Regions from separate parts of the Mus musculus genome. Here region 2 is linked to region 1. The links are chromatin contacts, called in public HiChIP or PLAC-seq maps. All regions are on one chromosome and are shown on one strand. The core of a region is the stretch at or near the end of the contact, and the rest is flanking DNA. Distances in the headings are between cores, read along the strand shown. Region 1 has its middle 11 kb from the start of Gm45202. Region 2 overlaps Crtc3 (CREB regulated transcription coactivator 3).

The links. HiChIP or PLAC-seq counts read pairs in DNA pulled down with a chosen protein or histone mark.
Region 2: a contact with region 1 is called in an H3K4me3 HiChIP or PLAC-seq map of bone marrow-derived macrophages, with 5 times the contacts expected there. The contact joins two enhancer-like sites. A contact is called at or near these places in 1 of 39 promoter capture datasets (the C10 cell line), 1 of 484 Hi-C or Micro-C datasets (bone marrow-derived macrophages) and 2 of 115 datasets of contacts at active chromatin or transcription factors (astrocytes and bone marrow-derived macrophages).

The regions. Positions count from the first base shown.
Region 1 is chr7:80,141,843-80,145,587 of GRCm38.p6, forward strand. No RefSeq gene overlaps it. Among named protein-coding and RNA genes, the nearest start is that of Gm45202, 11 kb to the right of the region's middle. Within about 2 kb of position 2,034, at least 140 of the 459 cell types and tissues checked have an H3K27ac peak or open chromatin away from gene starts, as enhancers often do. A contact at or near this core is called in bone marrow-derived macrophages, where this site is marked.
Region 2 is chr7:80,653,720-80,657,464 of GRCm38.p6, forward strand. All of the region lies in intron 2 of Crtc3 (CREB regulated transcription coactivator 3), which reads right to left. Gm51450 (a long non-coding RNA gene) reads left to right here. Exons shown (of 3, transcript XR_003946653.1): 3 at 1-3,745. Among named protein-coding and RNA genes, the nearest start is that of Gm51450, 7.7 kb to the left of the region's middle. Within about 2 kb of position 2,167, at least 80 of the 459 cell types and tissues checked have an H3K27ac peak or open chromatin away from gene starts, as enhancers often do. A contact at or near this core is called in bone marrow-derived macrophages, where this site is marked.

The sequences.
Region 1 (3,745 bases), core at 784-3,283:
GTGTGGAGGAAGAGGACAAATTGGAGGAGGGAGAAGAATGAGAGCAAAGAACCAGAATGGATGTGTGTCTGTGTATGTGTGCATGCATGGATGTGTGTGTATGTATGTGTGAAAATGTCATAATTACTTTGTATGATAATTTAAAAAAATTTAATGTTTCAATAGTAAAGTATATGTTATATGTATTTTATTTTATTTATTTGGTTGTTCCTTTTTAAAAGAGGTTTTATTTATTTTGTGTATGAGTATTTCATCCCCATGCATGTGTGTGTACCACATGAGTGCTTGGTGCCCTGGGACATCAGAACAGGGCATCAGATTTGCTGGAACCAGAGTTACAGGTGGTTGTGAGCCACCATGTGGGTGCTGGGACTCAAATTCCCTATTTATTTGGTTTTTCGAGACAGTTTCTTTCTCTGTGTAGCCCTAGCTGTCCTGGAGCTCACTCTGTAGACCAGGCTGGGCTTGAACTCAGATCTACCTGCCTCTGGCTCAGGAGTGCTGAGATTAAAGGCGTGTGGTATGTAACAATGCTCGTTTGCTTGTTTGTTTGTTTGTTGGGTCTGGGTTGTTTGTTTGTTTGTTTGTTTGTTTTTGAGATAGGGTCTCACTTTGTAGCAGCTCTGGATGACCTGGTATCCTGGTATTCACCATGTAGTTCAGGCTGGCCTTGAACTTATAATAGGCTGTCCACCTGTCTAATCCACTTGTCTTTTACTCTGGAGTTCAGGAATTAAAGGTAATTGCCACGATACCTGCCTGCTATGTATATTTGCACAGTTAAAACAACAACAAAAATAGTCATCCAAAACTCATAGCTAATTGGAGCTAGAGAGATGGCTCAATGGTTAAAAGCAACACACATACACACACATACATGGCAGGTGGCGGGCTGGAGAGATGCTTCCGTGGTTAAGAGCACTGATTGTTTTTCCAGAGGTCCTGAGTTCAATTCCCAGAAACCACATGGTGGCTCACAACCATCTGTAATGAGATCTGATACCCTCTTCTGGTGTGTCTGAAGACAGCTACAGTATATATAATAAATTTAAAAGGCTAGGAATGGTAATATATGCCTTTAATCTCAGCACATGGGAAAGTGAGGCAGATGGACTTCTATGAGTTCAAGACCAGGCAGGGCTACATAGTTAAGTTTGAGGATAGTCAAGATTACAAATTGAGAGCCAGTCTGGAAGGGGTGGTTGGGGGCAGGAGAACAACTTAAGTTGTGGCAAGAGGACTGCAAGCTTAAAGTTTGAAACTTTGAGACTAGTCTTGGCTACATAGCAAGATCCTACTCAACCCACTAACAAAAGTCACAGAGGGGGATGGGGGGGGGGGGGCCAGGCCAGTGAGGTGAGTTAGTGATATGGTACTTCCTGCCAAAGCCAGTAATCTGAGTTCCATCCTCAGAACCCACTCTGTAGGACAGAACTGACTCCCTAAAGTTGTCCTCTGACCTCCACACTCCACAAGAAGACTATGGACACACACATACATACATGTAAAATAGATAAATATATGTAAAAACCAATCGTGGCACCCTCTGGGCTGGGTTCTCTTGTTTTGCATCTCCCCCGTTCTGACTTTCCTGTTGTTGAGATCTCTCACCACTGTCTTGCAAGCTGTCCTTCACGCAGCTACTCAGTTCCTCCTGTGTGTAACCAGCTCTCTTCAACCGCGTCCTTGGCACTTCCCCTTCTCGGCCCAACTGGCTGATCGAGATATTTTCCCAAACAAAACCTGTTCTCACCCCGCTAAGCACATTGCAGACTTGCCATCTGGTGTCTATGTGGGTCTCCTGAGAAACAGATGAGTGGGCAGCCACAGCTGAGATGCAGATCGTCTCTCTACCAGCTGCCAGGCTGAGAGGAGACCCACGGCCTCAGGGGTGGGGGCCGGGGCGGGGGGCCGGCTGGGGAAAAAGTGCATAAGGCAGCCCCTGGAACGCAGTCCCATCTCTCTATAGTGGGCCAGACCTCAGAAGGGCGGGGCTGAAGGAGGAAACAGAGAGACTTAGGTAAAGTGACCAGTAAGTTCAGATAAGAAAGGATTCAGTCTGATCAGAAAGATGCTTGAGGCGCAGAGTCCTGGAGCCAGACAGAGCCGAGTGGGGTGTGGTGAGAAATGGGAGAAGAGACAGCAGGAAAATCCCACCTTTTTTAGAAATGCTAAGCTTTTGAGGCAGGGTGCATCTGGAGCGGTTTCGGGGAGGAAGTTAAAAAGAAGAACCAGAGGACAAGAACACACGCCAAGCCTGGAAGGGAAACAGATGCCTTGCAGGGATCCCTCTCCAAAGCAGAGGCAAGAAAAGGGAGGGCAGGAGTGTTTCCAGTGAAACCCGCCACCTGAGGAGCGCTCACCAGGCCAGGCAGGAATGCTGGCAAGAGCTGACAGGTATACCTGCTTGAGACAGGCCAGACATTGTCCCGATGCTGCGGCCCACAAAACACAACGCGCAAGACTCACTGTGATGTTAAATTGTCTACTAGGACATTTGAAAGGGTGAAAGAGGGGTATGGGGTGGCATGGGTCTGCCTTCCCAGCATTCCAGAGGGTGAGGCAAGAGGAAGATCAGAGATCCGCCTGCTTCTGCCTCCCAAGTGCTGGGATTAAAGGTGCTCATCACTTCACTGGCCCAGTTTTTTTTTTTTTTTTTTTTTTTTTTTTTGGTTTTTCGAGACAGGGTTTCTCTGTCTAGCCCTGGCTGTCCTGGAACTCACTCTGTAGACCAGGCTGGCCTCAAACTCAGAGATCCGCCTGCCTCTGTCCCAGATTATTGTTTTAATTATTGAGACAAGGCCTCACTGTATAGCCTTAGCTTGTCTGGAGCTTTCTATGGACACCAGGTTGGCCTCAGACGTACAGAGGTTCACCCTTGCTTCTGCCTCCTGAGTGCGGGGATTAAAGGCGTGCATCGTGCACACACACAGCTATTGTTTTATTTTGAGACAGGAATTTCGTGTACTCCAGGCTATCCTCAAACTCCCTGAGTTGGGAAGGATGGTATTGAACTTTTGATCCTTCTGCCTCCACCTCCCAACTGCTGGGACTCCAATCGAGGGTGACCACACCCAGTTTTCAGAATACTGGAGATGGAATCCAGCACACTGCACATGCTAGACAACCACTCTCCTCCCTGGGCTACATTCCCAGTCCTACACTGCCATCTGGGAGGGGTGTTCTCTGTATTGCCCTGGCTGTCCTGGAGTCCAGGCTGGCCTCGAACTCAGAAATCTGCCTGCCTCTGCCTCCAAAGTGCTTCGATTAAAGGTGTGTACCACCACTGCCTGGTACAATCTTCTGTTTGAGGAGAGTATTTTAGCAAAGTGTGCTGGTATACATCTTTTAAGTAGTAGCATGTGAGAGAGCCTGAGGCAGAAAGATCTCTGAGTTCAAGGCTAGTCTACACACTGAGAACCTGTTCCAAAAGAAAAAAGAAGCTGGGCATGGTGGCACAAACCTTTAATCCCAGCACTCGGGAGGCAGAGGCAGGTGGATTTCTGAGTTCAAGGCCAGCTTGGTCTACAAAGTGAGTTCCAGGACAGCCAGAGCCACACAGAGAAACTGTCTCGAAAAATTAAAAAAAAAAAGAAAAGAAAAGAAAAGAAAGAAAGGAAAAGAAAAGAAAAGAAAAGAAAAGAAAAGAAAAGATAAAAGAAAAGTGCCCATGCCTTTAATCCCAGCACTTGGGAGGCAGAGGTAGGAGGATCTCTGAGTTCAAGGCCACCCTGTGTGTGACAGG
Region 2 (3,745 bases), core at 917-3,416, 510 kb after region 1:
AGCTCATACCCCTGGCCTGGCTGCCCCCTCCCAGTGGAGAGACCACTTCAGGGAGCAGACTGCTAGCTCTGGCCTTTCCTGACCAGGTTCCAGCGTGAAATGCTCAGTGCACGAGCGTGGGACCGCCACAGAGACACACTTCCTTAGAAGCTGAGGGAGGGAGGGAAAGTTGGCTGAGGGGTGAAGGTAGGCTTAGATTAATAAAAAGATTGCTCAGGTGGCCGAGGGAATGAAAAACCAACACATAATCTAAGAGAAGAGCCAAGCAAAAGTGACGCCACCGTGACTAGCTGAAGGGTCCAGGAGGGGAAAAAAAAAAAAGGTAAAGCAATTATACAGACTGGAAAAGAATAAAACACATGATTGATTCTGGGTATTCTATTTTATTTGCTAAATAAGAGCAAAGGCCTGGGAAAGATAAACTGGGTCAGAGTCATGACACCGTCACTTGCCACTGTGCGACCTTTGGTATGTCACTGTGAAAGCATCAGTATAATGGGGATGAAGATGCCAACCTGCACTCCAGCAGGAGAATGAAGTGGCAGAGCACACAGACAGAGCTCAGACACTCAACACTTCTGTCCTCCGAGCACCACCGGACTCCTGCCTAGAGACTGGAGTGTAGCTTAGGGAAGTGGGTTCAACCCGCAGTACCAGAGCCAACCTGAGACCAGCAGGTGCAGGAGTCCTGGAATCCAGGAGGCAGAGGCAGGAGAATCAGTACAAGCTCAAGGCCAGCCTGGTCTATGTTGAGAGTTTCAGGCTAGTTGGGACGAGATAGTAGGCTGTCTCAATCAAATGAGCCCCTCCTGGCTAACACTGTGGGGAAGTGTTTCCCTCTGCACTCGGAAATTACACCAGGGCTGGTGAGGTGACTCAGTGCATTAAGTGTTTGCTGCCCAAGACTGAGGTCAGCCCTGGAGCCCATGAAAGAAGAAGAAACTCTAACATACACTAACACACGCTAGGTGGGGATCGGGCACGCACGCACACACATCCACACATCACACACAATAATAAAAAATACATGTGTTAAAAACACGATGACACCCTCAGAACCCAGATGGTGAAAGCAGGGAACCAACTCTCCTTGAAAGCTGTTCTCTGACCTCCACACATACCCTGTGGCTTCCAATATCTACAAACACACATGTGCGCACACACAGACACATAGACAAAGAATAAACAAACTAGAATCTCTGGAAGTCTAGCTTAGTGGCAGTGTATTTGCCAGCACTTATAAAGTCCTGGGTTCAATTCCTAGGATCCTCCTACTCCCCTCAAAAATGGGAAGTGTGAGCTGGACCTGCTGGGGCAAGCCTAAGGCTGGAAGGCTGAGAGCTCCCAGTCTGTCTGAGTTACAGAGCAAGGAGGAGGCCAGCCTAGGCACCTCACTGAGACACTATCCCAAAATAAACCATTTAAACAGGGATGAGGACACGGCTCAATGATATGAGTGCCTACTTAGCAAAAGCCGCGTTCAGTCCCTGGTACTGAGAGATGGGTATCGAACAGCTACTACTGTGACTGCCTCCAACGGGTTTTCAGGAGAAAATGGGAGGGGAAAGCTTTCTGAAGTTACATCCCCAAGAGTAAAGAAAGAAAAGAGCTAAGACACCAGCTATCTGTTGCCAAGGAAACCAATTTCTGTACCCAGGGAGTGTCCTGAACACAGGCTGTATTTTTGAACAGAGAAACTGCTACAGAACCTGGCATTAGGGACAACAGAGAAACTTCCACAGATGGCATTGACTCTTGGAAAACACCCAACGTAATAATCAACCACTAAGCCTTCATCTTCAAGTCTAAAGTATAAAACCCAGCTGCTTCACAACACAGGGACCAATTCTAACGCCTGAAATGTTGTGAAATTTTGTAAGGAACTGGAACAAAACTTTGGCTGATTCTACAGCCAAAATATGTGGTGACTTAAAAATTTAGAGACAGGCAGTGTGCTGCTTGTGGCTCCCACCTGCCACTCTTTAGCGACCTAACAATCAGGGCCTGGTTCCAGAGAGAGGAATGAGAACTGAATTTCAGAGTCCAAATGTAAGGGCACCTGGAGAAACAGCTTCCGCCCTTGCCCTGCTCTGCCACTGCCTAGGTCCCTGCCTCTCCTGGAGTTGCACTCAGTGCCTTCACATACAGTCTGGATGACCCCAGCCAGGGCAGCTAAGACTTCAGCAAGGTTATTTTTATCCAGCCAATGAGGAAACACTCAGATGTTAACCAGCCTGCACAGATTCTAAGGAGCTTTATGTAAGGCCGGTGTGGTAGCACACGCCTGTAACTCTAGCACTTGAAAAGCTGACACAGGATTACAAGTTCCAGGCCAGTCTAGGCTACACAGTAAGATCTGGTTGAAAGGATAGGGGGCTGTGGGGCAGGGGACAGAAGAGGTTAAGACTGTGGCACAATTAGCAGAGTGCTTACCTAACACTTGTGAAGCCCTGGGTTCAATTCCCCAGCATGGTATAAACTGGCTATAGTGGCACATGCCTGTGGTCCCACCACTTGGGAGGCAAAGACAGAAAAATTAGAAGTTGAAGGTTGTCAGGCATGGTAGCACCCACCTTTGGTCCAAATACCTGGGAGGTAGAGGCAGGTGGATTTCTATGAAGTCCACATCAGCCTGGTCTATCTACAAAATTAGTTTCAATCCAGCCAGGGGTACATAGTGAGTTCCCTCCTCTCCCCCACCCTACACAGAGTTCTAGGCCACTCTCATCTGGGCTCTAATGCAGCTTTGGATACATGAATCCTCACCTGAAAAATGAAAACAAAAGAAGCTTTATATAAATAGCAAAACTTAGTTCTCTAGCCCTAGACAGCATACCACACAGACAGGAAAGGTGGGATCAGCGTTTACTGAAATCACACAAGGTGGCCCGGTTTCTAGCATTTCACCCAGCAGAAGTTGGTACAGGAATTTTGCAATATTCATTAAGCAATAAGTACATACTGGGCATTATTCTGGGATGTTCATGTATTATTAGCTAATTTAATCCTTCCAGTCTACCTTAGGTACTCTTAGTCACCAGAGCTCACTGATGCATAAGTTAGGTGCAGAGAGGCTAATAACCTTGCCTAAGGTCCCAATGTGAGTTACTGAGCAGCTAGTAATGAGATCCAGTTGGCCTTCAGGGACAACACCTCTGATCAGCAACCATCCTAAGATGCCAAATCAGGGCATGAAAATTGTATATATTTCATGCATCAGATGGCTGACAAGTATTAATTGTTTTGTTTGAGGCAGAGTCTCACTAGGTAGCCTAGGTAGGCCTCAAACTTGTGATCTTTGTACTTCGACGTCTTGAGTGCTAGGATTACAGACGTGTGCCATGGTGTCTGTGGCTGGCTCTGCAGTAAGTGTGCGCCTAACCTGTGCTCAGTCCCCAGCAGCCACAGCAGGCATCTCACAGCCATCTGTGACTTCTGCTCCCTCTTTCTGGCCTCTGCAAGCATAGAAATACACACACACACACACACACACACACACACACACACACACACACACAAAACACACACCAATAAAAATAAAAATCTAAGAAAGAAAACACTTGGGACACTAGGGACATAGCTCAGCCAGCAGTGGCTGAGCACACGCAAAAGGGCTGGGTTTGATCTCTAGCATGGCATAAACAAAAGAGAGGCAGAGAGATGCATACCCAGGGGTGGGGGTGGGGGACAGATGGGCTTGTATAGTAATAAAGATATCTGAGGAGCTGGAGAGCTAGCAGTTAAG